2 separate regions of the Xenopus laevis genome follow, and region 2 is linked to region 1. Evidence: chromatin contacts called from public Hi-C data. All regions are on one chromosome and are shown on one strand. The core of a region is the stretch at or near the end of the contact, and the rest is flanking DNA. Distances in the headings are between cores, read along the strand shown. Region 1 holds the start of lrrc30.L (leucine-rich repeat-containing protein 30). Region 2 overlaps LOC108718546 (laminin subunit alpha-1).

What was found. A called contact is a pair of places that touch in the nucleus more often than the background predicts.
Region 2: a contact with region 1 is called in a Hi-C map of the XTC cell line, with 5 times the contacts expected there. The contact joins the enhancer-like site here to the promoter of lrrc30.L in region 1. A contact is called at or near these places in 2 of 4 Hi-C or Micro-C datasets (the XL177 cell line and the XTC cell line).

Annotation. Positions count from the first base shown.
Region 1 is chr6L:112,338,066-112,343,470 of Xenopus_laevis_v10.1, reverse strand. It overlaps lrrc30.L (leucine-rich repeat-containing protein 30), which reads left to right and starts at 2,706. Exons shown (of 1, transcript XM_018267186.2): 1 at 2,706-3,841. The coding sequence starts at 2,829. The coding sequence ends at 3,689.
Region 2 is chr6L:112,416,646-112,422,050 of Xenopus_laevis_v10.1, reverse strand. LOC108718546 (laminin subunit alpha-1) reads right to left here. Exons shown (of 63, transcript XM_041566381.1): 20 at 4,796-4,902; 21 at 3,729-3,909; 22 at 3,474-3,610; 23 at 3,008-3,244; 24 at 957-1,100. Among protein-coding and RNA genes, the nearest start is that of LOC108718546, 60 kb to the right of the region's middle. Within about 2 kb of position 3,105, at least 1 of the 7 cell types and tissues checked has an H3K27ac peak or open chromatin away from gene starts, as enhancers often do.

The DNA.
Region 1 (5,405 bases), core at 1,457-3,956:
GTTTTGACATGAAGCATGAAAATGACAGCAGTTGAGACTCTGGAGAATGTATATCCAGTGCCTTGTCAGGATTAGAGAAAACAATTGTTAAAACATAAATATTATTGGAATTTTAATAAGGAAGTTATCCTCAGATAATTCCTATCTATGACCCTGATACATATACATATACAAAATTTCGATTTGTGTAATTTTAGAGATTTTTTCAACCTTGTCTAAAGTCACATTTAAAAAATCCATGCATTTCTACTTATTTATTATAAGATCCGAATACAGAATGCACGAATGAAATAAAAATGCGGAACAAATCAGAATAAGAATATGAAAACCACATTTACTACAAATTCTTAAACCTCAAAGTAACTATATGATACTATATTGACCCCTTCATATTATATTAACACAGAGAGCTATATTGCTTGATAACTATATATAAAGGCATGAGAAAACACAAGAGAAGGATAGACGGGGGATAAACTGTAGCAGTAAATACAAGACTAGAGGGCAAGTGATAAAAAAGAAAGAGAAGGTGCAAGTTTTGGCAGGGATTCTAGATTAGTTTATATCACCAGTACCTTCCCCCTCTCTGTTGATTGCATTCAATTTCATCTTTCATTTCCTGCAATGAACACAACAATCCAATTGTCTACTTAAAATATTTGCCACATAAACATACATAAATACAATACTGTATAAGGCATCTTCTTTTGAAAGATATTCAATTTTCATGGTCACTATCCTGACACTTATATATGTGCAAAGAAATATGACCTCCCAGGTTGCTAAACACCTTCACAATATGAAAGAGCACTCATATAGCCCATAACTAGACTATGTTCCTTAGAATAAGCTCACTTAGCGCTTTATTTTAATCATATGTCATGTTACTAACAGAGATGACTAAATCCTGTAAGATGTTCCACCGTCTATTTTATATAATGGACTGAATTAAATTTTTTGAAACTTTTGCATTGGGAAACCTTTAAAGCTGCCTGGTTCGCTGAATCCTGAAATTGGACAACCTCTGATGTATTTTATGTTTGTATATTTCATAACAGCTGTAGTATCACTAGGAGCCTTACTGTCAGACCACCATGTGGTGCAATGTCAAATGTACACAGGTCTGCAGTAGATATAACAAACCACTAATTAATGCTCTTTATGCACTATGAACGATGTGTTGATGTATACAGTGGGTGGTTAATTGTAATGGCACCCAAAAAAGTTTTAATTATTAAAGCTACCCTTAGTGGTGGCAAGCCTTACCATTATTGCGCCATATCCGAAGGAACAGTAACGGGTGACTCCCAGTGATTCCATTCAAGGGGAATGTCATTACATATTGTACTTTTGGATATTAAACTTTAAAGGGGTGATTTCCCCTTCAAATTACTTTTAGTATGCTATAGAATGGCTAATTGCAAGCAACTTTTAACTGACAAATACAAGAGGTCCTCTGCACTCAACCCATTATCAATATATTTAAGACATTGAGACATTTTGTGCATACTGCTACTAAAAATGCCTTACCCTTTAAACAAAACAGGGATTGTTTGTCCATATATTGCAATATATTTAAGCTGGCCAACTACGTCAAAGTCATCCCATATCTGGCCAGTCCTATGCTCAATTTTCATCTGATTCATTAAGAATTCTATTGCTTCATTATACATTTTACAAAGGGACTAAGTTTTACCTGCAACTTACTAGCTGCTTTCAAAGTAAAACTCCCAAACTTGGCCGCCCTTTTATTAGACACCAGTGGGATCACCTGACTATAGTTGGAGAGGGTGGGAGCTACAACATGGAGCTGGTCACTGCTCCTGTAGAACTATAACAAACAAGGGAAAGTTGTGCTCACCACTATTTTTTAAAACCATTAGGCGGGGGTGCAATGAGGCTGTGACCACAAAATACATATAGTCAAATACAAGAGTCCTCTGCACTCAACCCATTATCAATATATTTAAGACATTGAGACATCTTGTGCATACTGCTATTAAACAAAACAGGGATTGTTTGTCCATATATTGCAATATATTTAATTGACCTTCATTTTTTTCTTTTGAATTATTTGCATTCTTCTGATTTCTGCTTTCAAATTGGGGTCACTGACCCCATCTAAAAAACAAATGCTCTGCAATTTTTACAAATTTATTGTTAATATAGTTAATGTAAAGGTAAACAATTCCTTTAATGAGCACGGCCATATTTACCTCCTGTATTGGCAAGTATTAGTAAGGAGCGAATCTGTCCTATTCTTGTAGAATTTTGTGAAAAAATTTGCACATGGCGAAATGCGGAATTTCGACGCAAATCCCTGGCTGGCGAATAAATTTGCTTATCACTAGCAAGTATTTGTATTTCATCTGAATGTTTCACACCTAAACTCTTCTGTTATGGCCCCTTTTAAATAATTCTTAAAATGTCATCAATACAATATATACTTTTCATTTCTGACTCATTTCTGTACTCATTAATGCCTTAGAATTAGAAAATTTATTAAGTGCTGTGTTTATAGGCTGTTAGGTCACATTCATGGAAATATGATACACTCAATTTATATGTGACTTAGTGTCTGTTAAAACACAATAAAAAACCTTTATTCGGCCCTGTCGTAATCCATGAAATGACAGGGGCAGCTTGTACTGTAGTTATACTTGTAGTTGTCTATTCAGCAGACAGGCTGACCTAATTAGCTTTGAGCCAAAAGGCAGTCAATCTCAGAAGGCTCTTTATTTATAGACAACCTGTTTCAAGCTCCAATAGTTTAACTTTGTCCTGTGAGCCATGACATATTCTCTCACAGACCTTTTATTGGATATGAAATGGGAGCAAAATGTTCAATCCGATGTTCAAAAGGCAAGCAGAGGGAGGTAAGGAATTCACAAGAAAGAGAGGTTGATGATCATCAAAAAGAAGCAAGCAGTTCCACCTTCAACTTCGTAATGAAGGATATTCATGAAATCCCTACCTTCATCTGGGATATGACTGATGTTACAAAACTCAATCTTTCCCACAACAGACTGGAGAGACTTCCCCCTGAACTGGGAAAGCTGGGATATATAGTAGTGCTGAACTTGTGTGGGAACCAGATTGTATCCCTGCCCAAGGAGATAGGTCTACTGAGAAATCTTAGGGTCTTTTTCGTTAACATGAACTACTTAGTGGAGCTACCAGAGGAGCTGGGTTCATGCAAAAAGTTGGAAGTCCTGAGTCTTTCACATAACTACCTATCAGCACTTCCAGTATCGTTCAGTGATTTAACTTTGCTTAAAAAGTTGAATCTGAGCAACAACCGGCTTACTTGCATTCCCTCTTGCGTTTTTCAAATGAAGAATTTGGATTTTCTACATTTGGGTTCCAATCAGATAGAAGCCATAGCTGACAGTATTCAGTTTTTGGAACAACTGAAGATACTGGTTATTGACAATAACATTTTACGTGTTTTACCAAGATCTATTTGCTTGCTGACCTCCCTGGAACTTTTAAATGTGGATTACAATTGTATACAAACGCTTCCTGACGACCTGTATAAATTAATGAAGCTGACAAGAATCGCATACAATCCAATGGATAAAGGTCTTCATATAATAAATAACCCCTTAGCCAAGCCACTGCAGGCTATGGTTGATGGAGGGCTTAATATGCTCTTTGCATACCTTGAGGACAAAATCAAACCGGACTGAATGCTTCTCCTGGGATAATCACTTTTAGATTCAAAATTTAATTTAAAGTAAAGCCAATTAAATATTAAAGGGGGCAATATGCTAAAAATGTTTTAAACCATATACTAAATGAACAATCTTAATGTAGATATTGCTGACTTTGCTCTTTTAAATCGCTAATATAAATTGATGTTGATATTATATTTACAATAATAAAAAGATGTAATATATGCCACATCTAAGAGCAATATTAGACACATCTGCCATGTATTTTTATCATGAATTAGCATGTAACGTCTCCTACATCTATACTGCAAGTATCTCATTTTCACTTTTAGGGGGGAAAAAACAATAGGGGTACAATTAAGTCATTTTTTATGTGGGTATGCCTTGTGCAAAGGATTATTGTCATCAAAAGATGTTTACATTTAAGTTATCATTTAAAAGTCCAAAATTGCACAAAGGGCTGATAAGAAGGTAGGGCAGAAAAGGCATTTTACATAGTCATCTGGCTTTAGAGGGTTTTCTTCTGTGATAAAGTGTTCACTGCATACAATGCGTGTGAATCATATACAATGGGATTGTTCAAACTGTGCAACATGGTCTTATGTTGGGCATTAATAAACTGCTATACAAAATATATAGTGCCCATTACAGAGGAATATATAGGTTTTCACATTGCTACAAATAGAGAATTCCATCTGTCCAACACACTGTCCTGATTTTTTTCCGGAGTTTCCCATATTTATAGAACTGGCTTGGGTGCAGTGAGGGACATGGAAGACCATAACAGGGTGTGATTGGTGAATGTCCAGGGCAACATGCCACATTGCACATACATCAAGCTGATTTACCAACTTTGAGTTGTGCCATAGTATCCTATGTCTGAACATTTACTGAAAGGGATGGTTCACCTTTAAGTTAACTTTTAGGAAGTTATTTATCAAAGGATGAGTTTGTGAGGGGGTTTTCTACCTCGAATAAACTCACAACTCGAATGTATGCTTATTTATGAAAAAACTTGAATGTAAAAAACTCGAATGAATGCATGCGGGGGGGGGGGACTCGAATACTCAAATTGATCGAGTTATGAGTAAAAAAAAAAACCAATGGAAAAAAAAAATGAAAATCAGGAAGGCTTAAAACTTCTGCCATTGCCTTCTACATGACCACGACAGGTTTTAGCTGGTGTCGTTTTTTTGGATTCAGGCTTTTTGCAGCTTCAGGCATAAAAATCTTTCTTATCCTGAAAAACTTGAGTTTTTAGTGAAACTACCCTCAAAACAACTTCTCTGGAAAAACACATCTTGACCTTCAATAAATAACCCCCTTAATATTTTATAAAACAGGCAATTCTAAGCAACTTTTCAACAGGTAGACATTATTTATCTTATTTATAGGTTTTTCATTCTTTGCCTTCTTCTGACTCTTTCCAGCTTTCAAATGGGGGTCACAGACCCCATCTAAAAACAATTACAAAATGACTTGTTATTGCTACTTTTTATCACTTATCTTTCTATTCAGGCCCTCTTCTGTTCATATTCCAGTGTCGTATTCAAATCAGTGCATGGTTGCTGGGGCATTTGGACTTTAGCAAACTGAGATTGCAAACTGGAGAGCTGCTGAATACAAAGCTAAATTACTTAAAAATCACAAATAATAAAAAGTTAAAACCAGCTGCAAATTGTCTCAGAATATCACTCTCTACATTGTACTAAAAGTTAACTCAAAGGTGAA
Region 2 (5,405 bases), core at 1,856-4,355, 78 kb before region 1:
TCCCCTGCATACTGGGCTCCTGCTAACAAAACAGTCACAAAAAAGGGTGAAGAGAGGGGGATGCATACGGTAATCAAACTCCAATATCAGTTTAACAAATCATTGCCATTGTCTGGTTTACAAGACCCCCTTATCCTCACTTTTTATTCAAACCAAGCCCAAAAGTTCTTTGGAATGCTGTATGACAGCCTCCATACATACAAGAAAAATGTATTGATATTAAGATTAAAGCACATGAGATGTTAAACAGTTCATGCAAAGTAGTGTTGTGCAAAGTACTACAAGCTGTGAGATGCGAGTTCTATATATATGTATTGTCACTAGGCCTTTAAAGGGGTTGTTCACATTCCAAACACTTTTTTTCAGTTCAGCTGTTTTTAGAATGTTCCCTAGAAATAAAGACTTTTTTCAATTACTTTACATTATTTATTTTTTACTGTTTTTACAAAATCTAAGTTTAAAGTTGAATGTTCCTGTCTCTGGTGTTTCAGTCTGGCAGCTCAGTAATTCAGGTGCAGATTATGTGCTGTTAAGATTTTACAACATTTAGTTGATACATTTCTCAGCAGCATCTCTGGAATATTAGCAACTATTGTATCAATTCTAACAGCTGCCTTTAATGAAACACAGGGATTCTGCTCAGCAGGGAGAACGATAAAAAATGTATCAACTAAATGTATCAATTCAGAACAGTTTACAGGGTCAGCAAACCCCCTCCCAGAGCTGCTTTAGAAGGTGACAAATTACACTTTACACTTCAATATTAGAACTGTGAAAAATAGAAAGTAATTGGAAAACGTCGTTATTTCTGGTGATCTGTTGGAAAACAACTAGTTATTTTGAAGGTAAACAACCCTTTAAGATGTTGAATAGTCAATAGTTATTGCTGAAATCTCATATTCTTATTGGAAGCAGTTAACTGAACAGAAAAATAAAAACCCATCTCCTTAACTCACGGGAATTCGAACATAGCCATCCATTTCTGTGCAAAGCTGTGATACTCCAGAACAGAAACACGGGGAGCAGCCCAGTGGATTGTCAGCACGCAGAGCAAAGGTTCCAGCCTTGCATTCATTGCAGTAACTTCCCACCACATTGTGCTATAACATAAAATGAGCAGCGTATCAATAACAATATAAAAGGACCATACAAATTGTTGCCACTGTACTCATTATATGGTTCTATGTGTCACTTGACATTTACATCTACAAGAAAAAAAAATAAACTGATGCAAAGTGCAAATTACTACAGAGGCAAAACGTCTGTAAAACTTTACAAGTAACTGTTATTGCTGGATTCCAGCAGGTGGCAATGTTTAAACATATATATCCACAGAGACAGAGAGAAAGAGACAGAGGCAATCATTGCAGATAAGGGAACTGGATGTTCTTAGCAGTTGTTGATCCTATAATAACAGAATTAGGGATGTAGCGAACGTCGGAAAAAAAGTTCGCGAACATATTCGCGAACTTGCGTCAAAAATGCGAACGGTTCGCGAACGTCGCAAACCCCATAGACTTCAATGGGAAGGCGAATTTTAAAAGCTAGAAAAGACATTTCTGGCCAGAAAAATGATTTTAAAGTTGTTTAAAGGGTGCAACGACCTGGACAGTGGCATGCCAGAGGGGGATCAAGGGCAAAAATGTATCTGAAAAATACATTGTTGACACAGCGCTGCGTTTTGTGCTGTAAAGGGCAGAAATCACACTACGTCACTCAGGTGATGTTTCTGGACACGGAATGTGAAAAAGCTCACACAGCTAGGTGGCACTTGGTTAAAGACTGGGCAAACAATGCCTGCAAGGGCAACGTATACAGTAGTGGATACGGAATATATTATTGCTGCTGTAAAAACATCACTCAGGTGATGTTTACGGACACGGAATTATTATTGTTATTTAGACAGAATGTGAAAAAGCTCACACAGCTAGGTGGCACTTGCATACCTCCCAACTGTCCCTCTTTTGACCACTCAACCCCCTGTCCCTCTTTTGTACTGGAAAGTCCCTCTTTTCTCTGCACTGAACAGCCAGAAAAAAACCAGTTTCTAACTTAATTGGCTTTTGGCAGAGAGCTCAGAACAGCTAACAGGTGCAAATAAGATACTTTGTAACAATTTTTACTCTGGTTGGTGCTGGTGGTGGTGAACTACTAGGAGGAGCAGCACACCAGTCCCTCTTTTCTCTGCACTGAACAGCCAGAAAAAAAACAGTTTCTAACTTAATTAGCTTTTGGCAGAGAGCTCAGAACAGCTAACAGGTGCAAATAAGATACTTTGTAACAATTTTGACTCTGGTTGGTGCTGGTAGTGGTGAACTACTAGGAGGAGCAGCACACCAGTCCCACTCCCCAACACAGCTAGACTAATAGCACTGGGCTCTTACAGTAGCAAAGTAAAAAAAACAAAAAAGAAAATAAAAGCAGTTCTTACAAGGACTATTGGGTTACAGGCAGCAGTCAGCAGATGAGAGATCAGCAGCAGGACAGCTGCCCACAGCAGCTACATACAGAGCACTGCAGTAGAAGGTAGATTACTAGTCAGCAAAGCTACCTAACCTAAAATGTCCCTCAAATCCCTGCAGAGTTCTGTCCCTACAATACAGAGCAGTATCAAGTAGATTACTAGCCAGCAAAGTTACTATCAACTGTCCCTCAAATCACTAACAGCTCTCTCCCTACACTAGCTCTTCCAAGCACACACAGGCAGAATGAAAAAACGCTGCAGGGCTTCAGTTTATATATGGAAGGGGAGTGGTCCAGGGGGTGTGGGGGTGGTCCAGGAGGGAGAGCTTCCTGATAGGCTGCCATGTATCTGCTGGTCTGGGGGAGAAATGGCAAAAAAAAACGCCAGCTAAGGCGAACCCAAATTGGCGAACGTCGCGCGACGTTCGCGAACAGTCGATGTTCGCGCGAACAAGTTCGCAGGCGAACAGTCCGCGACATCCCTAAACAGAATATCAACATAAGACATATCTTTTACTCAAGGAGAAACTAGTTCTAATTTTACCTTACAAGCACAGACACCAGTATCTTCCTCGCAGCTGCACACAGTTTGTGTGTCATCGCACCAGGCAGATTGGGTACCACTGGGCTCACAATCACAAGCAACACAGCTGGGGTATTGCCTGAATCCAAAAGCGCAAGCATTGCAAGTCTGCCCTCCAAACCCATCTCTGCAAGGACATTGGCCAGACGACAGGTCACACTGAAGCGTTTGCGAACCTGCGATGCTGCAATTGCACTCCTAATAACACAATATATTTACATATTAGAAGGGATTAAATGCAATGGTCAAACAAAATAATGGCACCAAGTGGAACTTGGATGCTATTTTACTAGCCTGGCTGGTAAAATGATACAGTATTTGACACAAATGTTATTAGTAGGGAAGAAATATAAATATAAGCCCCCTGTACCCAGACCTTCCAAAGCTGCACCATCCCACATGACTACCAAGTTGCTCTCGCTCTTACCAGACAGCCCAGTTCTGGATCATGGCCCCAGTAGTTTGCTTCACAGGAATCACATTTAGGCCCAATTGTGTGAGGAGGACAAATACACTCTCCAGTGTTGGGGTTACAGTTGTTCTGCGTGTGTGCACAATCACAAGCTGGGGGAAAATAACACAGATTGTTTTAAGCTTTCCAAGGAGTACATTGAGAAGCAGAAAAATGCTTAATCGCCACAACAACAACAGAGAAGTCACTGAGGCTCTGAATAGGACTTACGCGAGCAGCCACCCTCCTGGAATGCATAAAATCCATGAGCACAAATGTCACACTTCAATCCAGCCACGCCAGGAACACAGGGGCATTGCCCTAAATCATTGCAGGCATCCGAGATGGAGCCCATTTGGCTACAGTTACAGGGAAGACAGCCCAGGCCAGTAGTCAAGCCATAATAGCCGTGCTGTAAAAACAAAAAATCCTGTCAGGCTAAAGTATGACAATTTGGAAGCAAATCAACGACAAAAATATCCTATCTAAAGAAAGCAAAGTATTGGGACTTATGTGCACAGTACAGGAATATCGATCTACTATGACTTAGCTCAGCAGAGCAATTCCTCTTTCACTGGTTCTACACAGAAGGATAAACGTGGCCCAATCTATTGTATCTAATTTTACCAAACTGTGTCCTTCTCTTCTAGTGTAGGAACAGAAGTTCCCTAAAGACTAAAAATGCTGTTAATCTACAATTGTAGGAGTTAATTGGATGACAAACCTCCATTCCCCATGTAATTGGTGTGACCAGTTGGTTAGCCTTCTGTCCTGCTTGTAAGACAAGCATAAGCCACAAGTATAAGCCACATTGATAAGCTATGCAAACATGAATTGAAGCTTCAAATCTCTATTCACACATAATTAAAGGATAGGTAAGTAGGCATAAATCCTACACATTATTTAGATACATTTGCATTTTGCCTACTTCAAAGTATGAAAGAATATTAAATATAGATTGATCCTGAGATGACCTGTAGTTGGTCAATGGTGTACACTGTACTCAATTGTGTAACTGTCATGCAACTGCATAGAGATGTATAGGAATGAATTTCCTTGTGTGACTGATCAGACCAGACCAAAGCTTCTTCCTACACTTGCATAGTGTGTATAAAGCCATGAAGATCCCACTGGGGTGCATAAGGAAAGGATGTAAAGTGTTATGGAAGGAGCAGATTGGACATAATATCTAAATAATACTGTGATCATTTTGACACCCAATATAAATAGATGCCTTTAGTCAATAAGCCATGTTTTAAGCTAGTTTGAACATAAAATATTCTTCTGCAATTTCTTACCATACACTGGTCGCATCTTTGTCCAAGTACATTGGTTTTGCACTCACAGAACCCAGTCTCGTGGTGGCACGTGGCCGAAATGGAACTGTTTGGGTGGCATCGGCATGCTTCAGAAAATGACATTATTGAGTTAATGGGGTTTATTCAGAGGTAGAATTTATTTTGGATTTATATTTCTATTTGGATCTAAGCAAATTACTGCTAAATACAAAATATGGATTTTTTAATGCTGAGACAATGCCCACTTCATGCTTGGTCAGAATTAGCCATTATACAATATGAAACCAGGATCTGCATATAATTGCACTTGAAATACTTAAGAAAATATTTTTATCACGTGCTGAAGTGATGCATCAAAAAGAAATGTTGTACACAAATGATGTTTTTCAAACACAACATTTAAGAAAACAATTGTTGGCTGGTTTGCTCTGGGTGACTCAAATACTAAATTTAAACTTCTTTTTGTTTGAATCTGTATAGAAAATGTAGTAGTTAACTTCTCACCATTCTTAGCTGGCAAATTATGACTGACTAAAGATAATGTTTGTAATCACAACACATCAAGGCCACAGGCTGGAAAATTCTGTTCCTGTCTCTAATGTTTGGATAA